Linked DNA regions of Mus musculus: region 1 is linked to region 2. The links are chromatin contacts, called in public HiChIP or PLAC-seq maps. All regions are on one chromosome and are shown on one strand. Each heading gives the region's core, a stretch centred on a gene start, on an enhancer-like site or on the middle of the called end of the contact. The rest is flanking DNA. Distances are from core to core; before and after follow the strand shown. Region 1 holds the start of Ergic1 (endoplasmic reticulum-golgi intermediate compartment (ERGIC) 1). Region 2 holds the start of Rab40c (Rab40C, member RAS oncogene family).

What was found. HiChIP or PLAC-seq counts read pairs in DNA pulled down with a chosen protein or histone mark.
Region 1: a FOXA1 HiChIP or PLAC-seq map of pancreatic cancer cells shows a contact between it and region 2. The contact joins the promoter of Ergic1 here to the promoter of Rab40c in region 2. A contact is called at or near these places in 2 of 39 promoter capture datasets (pre-B cells and stem cell-derived epiblast-like cells) and 2 of 115 datasets of contacts at active chromatin or transcription factors (memory CD8 T cells and pancreatic cancer cells).

What each region holds. Positions count from the first base shown.
Region 1 is chr17:26,559,132-26,563,141 of GRCm38.p6, forward strand. Ergic1 (endoplasmic reticulum-golgi intermediate compartment (ERGIC) 1) reads left to right here and starts at 2,381. Exons shown (of 10, transcript NM_026170.3): 1 at 2,381-2,501. The coding sequence starts at 2,482. It overlaps 1700049J03Rik (a long non-coding RNA gene), which reads right to left. Exons shown (of 4, transcript XR_001782188.2): 1 at 2,959-4,010.
Region 2 is chr17:25,917,226-25,921,274 of GRCm38.p6, forward strand. Rab40c (Rab40C, member RAS oncogene family) reads right to left here and starts at 2,489. Exons shown (of 7, transcript NM_139154.2): 1 at 2,427-2,489; 2 at 2,140-2,324. The coding sequence starts at 2,281.

The sequences.
Region 1 (4,010 bases), core at 1,131-3,630, 640 kb after region 2:
TCCCTGCATTTCAATAACTTGATCACATAGACATGCCTAGCTGCAAGGGAAGCTGTGAAATGCAAGTTTCTATGTATCCAGCCAAAAACTGGGAGCTTTTTCTCTCTGTGTAAAAGATACCAACACCAGTCAGTCTTTTTGTTTTTGTTTTTTGTTTTTTCAAGACAGGGTTTCTCTGTATAGCCTTGGCTGTTCTGGAACTCACTTTGTAGACCAGGTTGGCCTCGAACTCAGAAATTCGCCTGCCTCTGCCTCTGGAGTGCTGGGATTAAAGGCATGCGCCACCACTGCCCAGCTCAGGCAGTCTTATCGTCATTTACTCTGCTGGGCATTGTTATCCTTGATCATGCTCAAGGGCACATCTGAGATTCTTTAGGAGAATCTGGGCTAAAGATGAGAATAGTCCCCAAGATGTCCAAGAGCTAGTCTCTGGATCATGTTCTAAAAAGGGAAGACATGAGATCAATTGCCCACACCATACAACTTCTGTTTTGGGTTTATCTGTACCCAGTGGTTCCAGAAGGTCCCAGGATGCTTTTTCTTTCTGCTGCTCCCAGGCTCCAGGACTGGCTAAAACTTTCTCATTTCCCATACATAAGAGCATGGGGTGCGGGTGTTTGTTGAATGAATGAATGAATGAATGACGAATGAATGAATGAATAATGAATGAATGGATGAATGAATGGAAGGGGGATTCCGGTTGTCAGAAAGAGAAGAACCTGGTGGAATCGCCCATCACTGCAGACCCTGAATCTTGCTGCCCGCTTATCCTTCAGGAAACCAAGGAGCTTTTTATGTCAGGACACTGCCTCCCTGCCCATCCTGCCTTTTGAACTTGGATCCCCACTTTTCTCCTTAAGTTGTTGTCTTAAATCGCAGCTTTGAAGAAGGCATCAGCAGCAGAACCCAGGGAAGTTCAGAAGTCAGATTTCCCCTACATGGGTGTCCTAGTTTGCTTTTTCTCTGCTGTGATAAACTCCCACCAAAGCAGCTCTGGGAGCAAAGGGTTTATCTGGCTCATACATCCACACGCCCTTCAGGGAGTGAAGTCTGGGTAAGTAGGTACTCAAGGTAAGAACCATGAAGCAGGGCCGGGCGTGGTGGCGCACGCCTTTAATCCCAGCAGAGGGAGGTGGATTTCTGAGTTCGAGGCCAGCCTGGTCTACAAAGTGAGTTCCAGGACAACCAGAGCTATACAGAGAAACCCTGTCTCAAAAAAACCAAACAAAAAAAAAAAAAAAAAAAAAAAAAAAAAAAAAAAAAAAAAAAAAAGAACCATGAAGCAGAAACTGAAGCAGAGACCTGTGGAGGATGGAAGGCTGCTAATGGGCTCCACTGCTCATATGCAGTAGCTTTCTGATCCCAGGATCCCATCCTAGGAATGTTGCTACCCATAGAGGGCTGGGCCTTCCTACATCATTACTTAGGAACTAAGAAAACTTTACACACATACAAGCCCTTAGGCTAATGTAGTGGAGCCATTTCTTCAATCTCTTCCAGGTATGTCAGATTGACAACTAAGACCAGCCAATCACAAAAAGTTTAGAGTTCAGCTGCCTCCTCCTCTAGCCCAGCAAGTTGAGGGAGGTTTTCCTCTGTACTTCTGTGTTTCTGAGAATGGAGGCTCCTAGGGGCAATCAGCGGTATGTTACCATTTCTAACCGTGCAAACTCAGAGCCTCTGGATAACCCTGCAAGTTCCTGACTTCAGGTTGGTAGATGCTCAACGAGTACTGGTTGGCATCAATCCCGAAGAAAGATGATAGAAGTGGCTAGCTAAGCCCAACTCTAACAGGTGGAGAAGCTGTCACTAGATGCCAGGCTGTTCACTAAAGCAGGGCCCCAACTACCTCCTTTGATACCTATGAAAAGTTGAAAAGTGGGATTAACAGTTATACAGATAGAGAAAGGGGTGGTGGTGGATCTCGGGAGCCAGATGGCTTTTCCTAAGAAGCAAGGGATGGGTGGGAGGTGGGTGGACTTTCTCAATCTAGGACTGCGTTGCCCATCCCCCAGTTTTAACCTTCACCCAGAACTAGCACCAAGCATGGACCCGCAATTTGTAGCATTTTTCTCTGATCTTCACAACGCAATGGCTTTGTTTTACAAGCACAAAACCCACTGCCTGAGGCAGAGCGATTTGTCCTGAGGCCCCACTTACGCTAGGAAAAAAGATCAGAGGCCAAAAAGAACCAAAGCGGGAGTCTTGGAGACCTGGGCTTGGGTAGCATCCCACTCTCGGGCCTTCCCATTCAGCGGGCCCTCGGGCCCCTTTAATGGGGCGGCGGAAGGGGCGGCCGGTGGATGTGGCGGCGCCCAATGGGCTGCGTGGAGCGTCACTTCCCGGCGGCGGGAGGCGAGTGGCGAGTGTCGGGCAGGCTGGCGGGGGCGGGGCGGCCGAGGAGGCGTTGGCAGCGGGCTCGGACCCACGCGGCGCTGCGGCCCGCCTGGCCTGCAACGCTCCCACCGGCTCGGCGGCACGATGCCCTTTGACTTCAGGAGGTGAGTGAGGCCCCGGGCCCGAGGCCCTCTGCAGCCGGCGACGACCACCCCCCACCCCCCGTTACGTGCAAATGCGACCCTGGTGCACTGTGCACGCCTCGGCAGGCCCTAGGGGACCGCGGCCTTCCTCGGGGTTCGAGCCCTACCCCCACCCCTCGTGCAGCCCTGGCAAGCCCTCGCACTCTGTTTTCCACGGCGCGGTGTCCCCAGCTTGCCCCTGACATCTTTCATTCCCCTCCCCCAACCTGGGAACCAAATCTCCTCCCAAATCCCAAATAAAAGGAGCTCAGGCATCCTCAGGCTTTCTCCCCAGTCTTCCCTAGTGGACCCTGTCCTGGCTGACAGGTGGGGCCGCGCGCCTGGCTTTGCCCGGTGGGATCTGAGGGCTGCAGCCCCATTCAATCTGGCAGCAGTTGGAGAAGCTTAGTTCTTCAGAGCCTGAGAATCCTCTACCTACCAGATGTGGAGGCCTGTTCCCGCAAGCCATGGGGACAGTGCGGGAAGAGGAGGATGCTGGGATCTCGAGGTTCTGCAGAAGGTTCTTTGCCTCCTGGAACACCATTGTATAGGGCCAGGCCTTCTGGAAGCCTGCATGGGAAGGGCCTCCCCACCAGACATTCCCTTGACATAAGACGCTCTGAGATGCTCTGGGCTGTTGGGATACTTTGGAGCAAAAGGATTAGAAGCCTGGCTGTACCTCTCTACCCAGCTGCTTAGTAGATTCTCAATGTTAGAAGCAAAGGCTTAGGGTGCAGCCCCTCACCGCTCAGCTGGCTAACCCCAGCAGGTGTCTGGGCATGCTCAAAATATTGGTTTCACCTCTTGCAAATTGGTACTAAAAATAAGGTCACCACCTGAAAGACAGGGATTGTAAGGCACCCCTGACCCAGTCTCCATCACATGGAACTCAGAAGTAGGGCATCTGTGACTGAGGAGATCTGTGAGCGCTCCCCACAGCCAGAGAACGGGTATTCCTCCATTGGTCACAGTTTCCCCTCATCCTCCCCCTCTTACTGATGTGTATAGAGGCAGAACAGAGTGACAACCAATCTAAAAACGGCCCAAGATTCGGATCATGTGGTGGCATATGGGCAACCTGGGGTCAGGGCCCAGAGAGGACATTGGTTTCAGACCTCTTAACCAGCCAAAGTGGTTTTTAGCTCACTCTGGGCACTGGTACTATCTGGCAAACCAGCTTCCTGCTTGCTTGAGGTAGCCCCGGGGTCCATACCTGGGCTTAGACAAAAGCATACAGACCATGGTAGCTTTGAACCGAGAGGGCTTTGAGCCAGTTTTAGGGACACCCATTACCACAGTGTGCCCATGCAGAAAGAAGGGCAGTGGGCACATCCAGGCCCCCCCCTCAAACCTCCCAGGGCTGACCGGAAAGGGTCCCAACCCTCCTGTCCCCACACGGTTCTGCAAGTCCTAGGGATTTTGAGTTTGTTAAAGAAGTAACTGTTCTGGTTACTTCATCTTGTCAGTTCTCTGCCCCGCCTGCATGCCCCG
Region 2 (4,049 bases), core at 1,239-3,738:
GCTGAGACTCCACAACGCCTTTTCTCTGGAGCATAATTCCACCATGCATGCCCAGATGAAGCTCTCTGAAAATGTCCTGTTCCATCCAGAGAGGAGATCACTGCTGCTGGGCACAATCACTGTTGTGTCTTCAATGCCCTGATGTTTCTAACTCCACAGAGACCCTAACCACAAGTATTTAAAGCACCAGACCAGAGGACTCCTGCAGACGCTGGGCATGTGGCCACAGTACTGTCACTGTTTCAGGTGTCAGTGCTAATCAAAGAAAAAAAAAAGTCGTTTTGATGACTCACATGTTTGTAAAGTCAGAGAGAGCGATGTTCACACCCAAGGAACAAGCTAGACCAGACGTTGAGACAGGTAAATAACCCAGCTGGGATCAAGAAGGAGATCAGGGGCCAATATGGAGCAGCAGACTCCTTCCCAGGTGGGGACTACCCTGCTCAGAGGAGCCCTGGACCTTGAAAAAAACCTAAAAGTGAAAATGAACGTTCTCTTTCTGTTTTCCAGACATGGTTTCTCTGGGTAGTCACGGCTGTCATGGAACTTGCTCTATAGAACAGACTGGCCTCCAACTCAGAGGTCTGCCTGCCTCTGCTCCCCAGCACAGGGACTAAAGGACTACACCACCAGCACTTGGCTGACATGCAGAGGATGTTTAATAATGGTGAGAGAAAGGAATCATGCGCTTATCTACTTAGAGAACGAGAAGTCCAGCTCTTTCAAACAGTAAATACACACTGTGCGCACACTCCAGAACCAGCTGCTTTACCACTGCTAATCTCTTCTCTGAGGAGGCCCAATGCTCTGACCCAAAGGCCTGATATCTGTGCTGTATGCATGTCAACCCAGCATGAGAACCATGCTGTTGAGGCTGTTTGCCTCTGTGCTTCACACTGCTGGACCCACACGGGCCGTACAGCTTGTGCATCGTGAAAGCACTGGGTGGGTGAACAGTGCCCATGGTAAGTCTCACACCTCTGTACTCTTTATGTGCTAGTGGCCCCACTTCGGGTAGCACGTCATAGGAAATCTGGCAAGACTCCGTTGACAGAGGAGAGGAGGAAAGAGGATCCAGCAGGAGGCTGTGTGGATATGTGGTTGAAGCTGATGGGGAAAGGAAGAGTGGAGCAGGGACAAGCAGTCTCTCCAAAGCACAAGTTAACACTAAGCATTTCTGAAGCCAAGCCCAGCCCTTCCCACACTCCCCCATTGGAAAGGTAACCCCCCAAAGCCTTTCTGAGCAGGGCTGTCACCCTGGGACGCCCAGTTAAATACCAGTCAAGGCTGCCTGGCTGTGCAGAGGTCTTTTCACATACCCTGCAAAGTAAAACCATGACTCTTCCTTTCCTGCGCTGAAGATGCCTGCTGTGAACTGAAGCTGAGAGGTGCTTGGGGAGGACTTACAGAGAAGATCCAGCGCTACTGTTCAAAAGGAAGGGTCCTCCACTGATGTCCTGGCAGTCATCACCCTTGACAAGTCCTAACTGCTAAGAGTGGTAGATGTCTTACCTACACACTCAGCTGTTATTTACCAGACCGCCAGTACTCAGAGCAGTAAGACAGGGCTAACAAGACCCCAGAGAATGAAGTAAAAAAGCAGAGTAAAAGGGACTCGGGAAGCGACCAGGAAGGTAGAATTAGTCCAGTGATATAAGATGACAGGCCCACTGCACATTAATTCCTCCGGAGTCAGCAGCCCCTGTGATCCAATCCCACCCACTGTTAGCTACGATTTTACCTTAAATATCTAAATTAAGAGGCAAGCTCAGGCAAGTGCCAGTGATGCAATCTACCTTGTGTATTTTTTGCCATGCACCCGGAAGTTAACAAAAATCACATCGCAGCAGACCTATTTTCTCCCTGCACAGGGTGCGGTGTCTCTGAGCAAACCCCTCCGGCGGCAGTGCGGTGAGCACCGGGCCCGTCGTGCGGTATCTGCCGCGCGGCCCATTCCAGGCCCTAATGGACTCCAAAGACCTGCTGCTGTGACTTCTTAGTAGCCACCAGGACCCGCGCCCGCTTGCCGACGGCTCCTCAAGGCAGGGCCAGAGGATACCGCAGCGACACGCGCAGAGGCCGCCCGCTCCCGCGACAGGCCGCTCCCACCTCGCGCGCCCACAGCCAACCCCGGCCTACCGTTGCTGTAGGCGTACGGGGATTCAGCTGCGCCGTCCTGAAGGCTCTCCAGGATCTCGCCTTTGCCCACGTCGCTGTCGCCCACCAGCAGGAACTTGAGCAGGTAATCGTAGCTCTTCACTGGACTGCCCTGGGTGCCCATCCTCCCGCCCGCCGCACCGCGGCCCACGGCACCGCCGCCAGACCTGCGGGCGAAGGCTGGTGAGCGGCCGTGCGGTCAGGACGCTGATGCTCCCGCCCGCTGGCCACCGCCCCCAGTGCACCCGCCCCGCTGCCGCCAGCTTCACCTCAGCCTCCTAGCCGCCGCCGCCGCCGCTGCCGCCGCCGCCACCCGCCGCTTCCCGCACGGCACCGCGCAGCCCCGCAGCCCCGCCCCCGGATGCGCCGCCGCCATTGGCCACCCTCCGCCGGCCCTCTCCGGGCCATTGGCCTGGCAGCCTGGCCGTCACGGTCGCCCCGCCCCCACGTCGCCCCACACAAGGTGCCGCCCAGCCCACGGTCGCCCCGCCCTGCCCACTCGCCACTGCTACTGGCCCGCTGCCACCCTCTTTCTCACTTCTGTTGGTCTACATGCTTGTCTATCACTGAAGTCCCGTCCCCGCTATTTCGTACACAGTGTTGCTGAGGCTGGCGTTTTTCCCCGCCTCCTCGCTGTGACCATTGGCTACTTCCCACTGATTTTCCGAAATCATTGGTTGCTCTTGCATGTCCATCCCAACCCCTACTGCTTCCTGCAGGATGCCTCAGAGCCATAGTAGCCGGGCACCGACCTGCAACATCCTGGCCTCCCGCCCCCTCGTCATCACCATTGGCTACTACTGCTAAGGCATTTGTGCCATCTAACATCGATCATAACCTCCTAGGCCCACCCCTTTCCTAATTCGGGCCAATCAAGAGTCAAACATTACACAAGTCTACCCTTCCCCCCTCGTGGACAAGCGGAAGGGTAGAGATAACTCCTGCTTCAGCTGAGTCCCGGGAGGAGGGTGTTGGAAGGGGGCAGGTTATCTATCAAGCTGCGTTGGCCGGCCGCTCTCACAGAGACCCAGAAGGGAAGTAACAAAGTTCGTCGTACACTGTGGGGCTCGCCTTCCCTGAGGGCAGGGCGGGGACAGCCACTTAGTGTTCGCCCTGGAGGGGCAAGCCTCTCTCCCTTGTGGGCTGTTCCAAGGGGTGGGACTTCCTCCTGGCTGCGGAGTGGGCGGGGCCGCTACTGAGTGTTTTGGCACAAGGATGGCGGCTGAAGTCCACCTCTGAGCTGTCTCTTGTGGGGGACATCCTTCCCAAAGCGGATCCTGAGGGCTTGGACCAGCGACTGAGCAGCGTTGGCCCGGTGAACTCCAGGATGGGCAACGCATTGCATGTGCACACTCGGTCGGCCAGCTCCAAGGCTGGAGGGCCACGGACAGCGTTCTTGGTTAAGAGTGCATTCACAAGTCACATAAATAGCAAAAAATTTAAAACGTAAAACATAAGCCGGGCGTGGTGGCGCTCGCCTTTAATTCCAGCACTCGGAAGGCAGAGGCAGGCGAATTTCTGAGTTCGAAGCCAGCCTGGTCTACAGGGTGAGTTCCAGGACAGCCAGGGCTATACAGAGAAACCCTGTCTCAAAAACCCAAAACCAAACCAAACCAAACAAAAAACAAAAAAAACCGTAAACATAGATTGGGACCAACGCTCTTGCACTGTAAGCCTAACAGTATGAGTTCGATCTCCCTCCGGTGACTGACCATCTGTAATCTCCATCTAGCTCCGGCTCCTATAATAAGAAAGAAAGGAAGTAAAGATAGGAGAATTTGTCCAGCAGTTCAAGAGCTACCTGGCCTGGTGTAAGCCCATTTTAACAGGGGGAAAGGCTGCAATGACTTCTGAAAGTTATCCTCTGACCTCCACATACCTCCACATGCTGC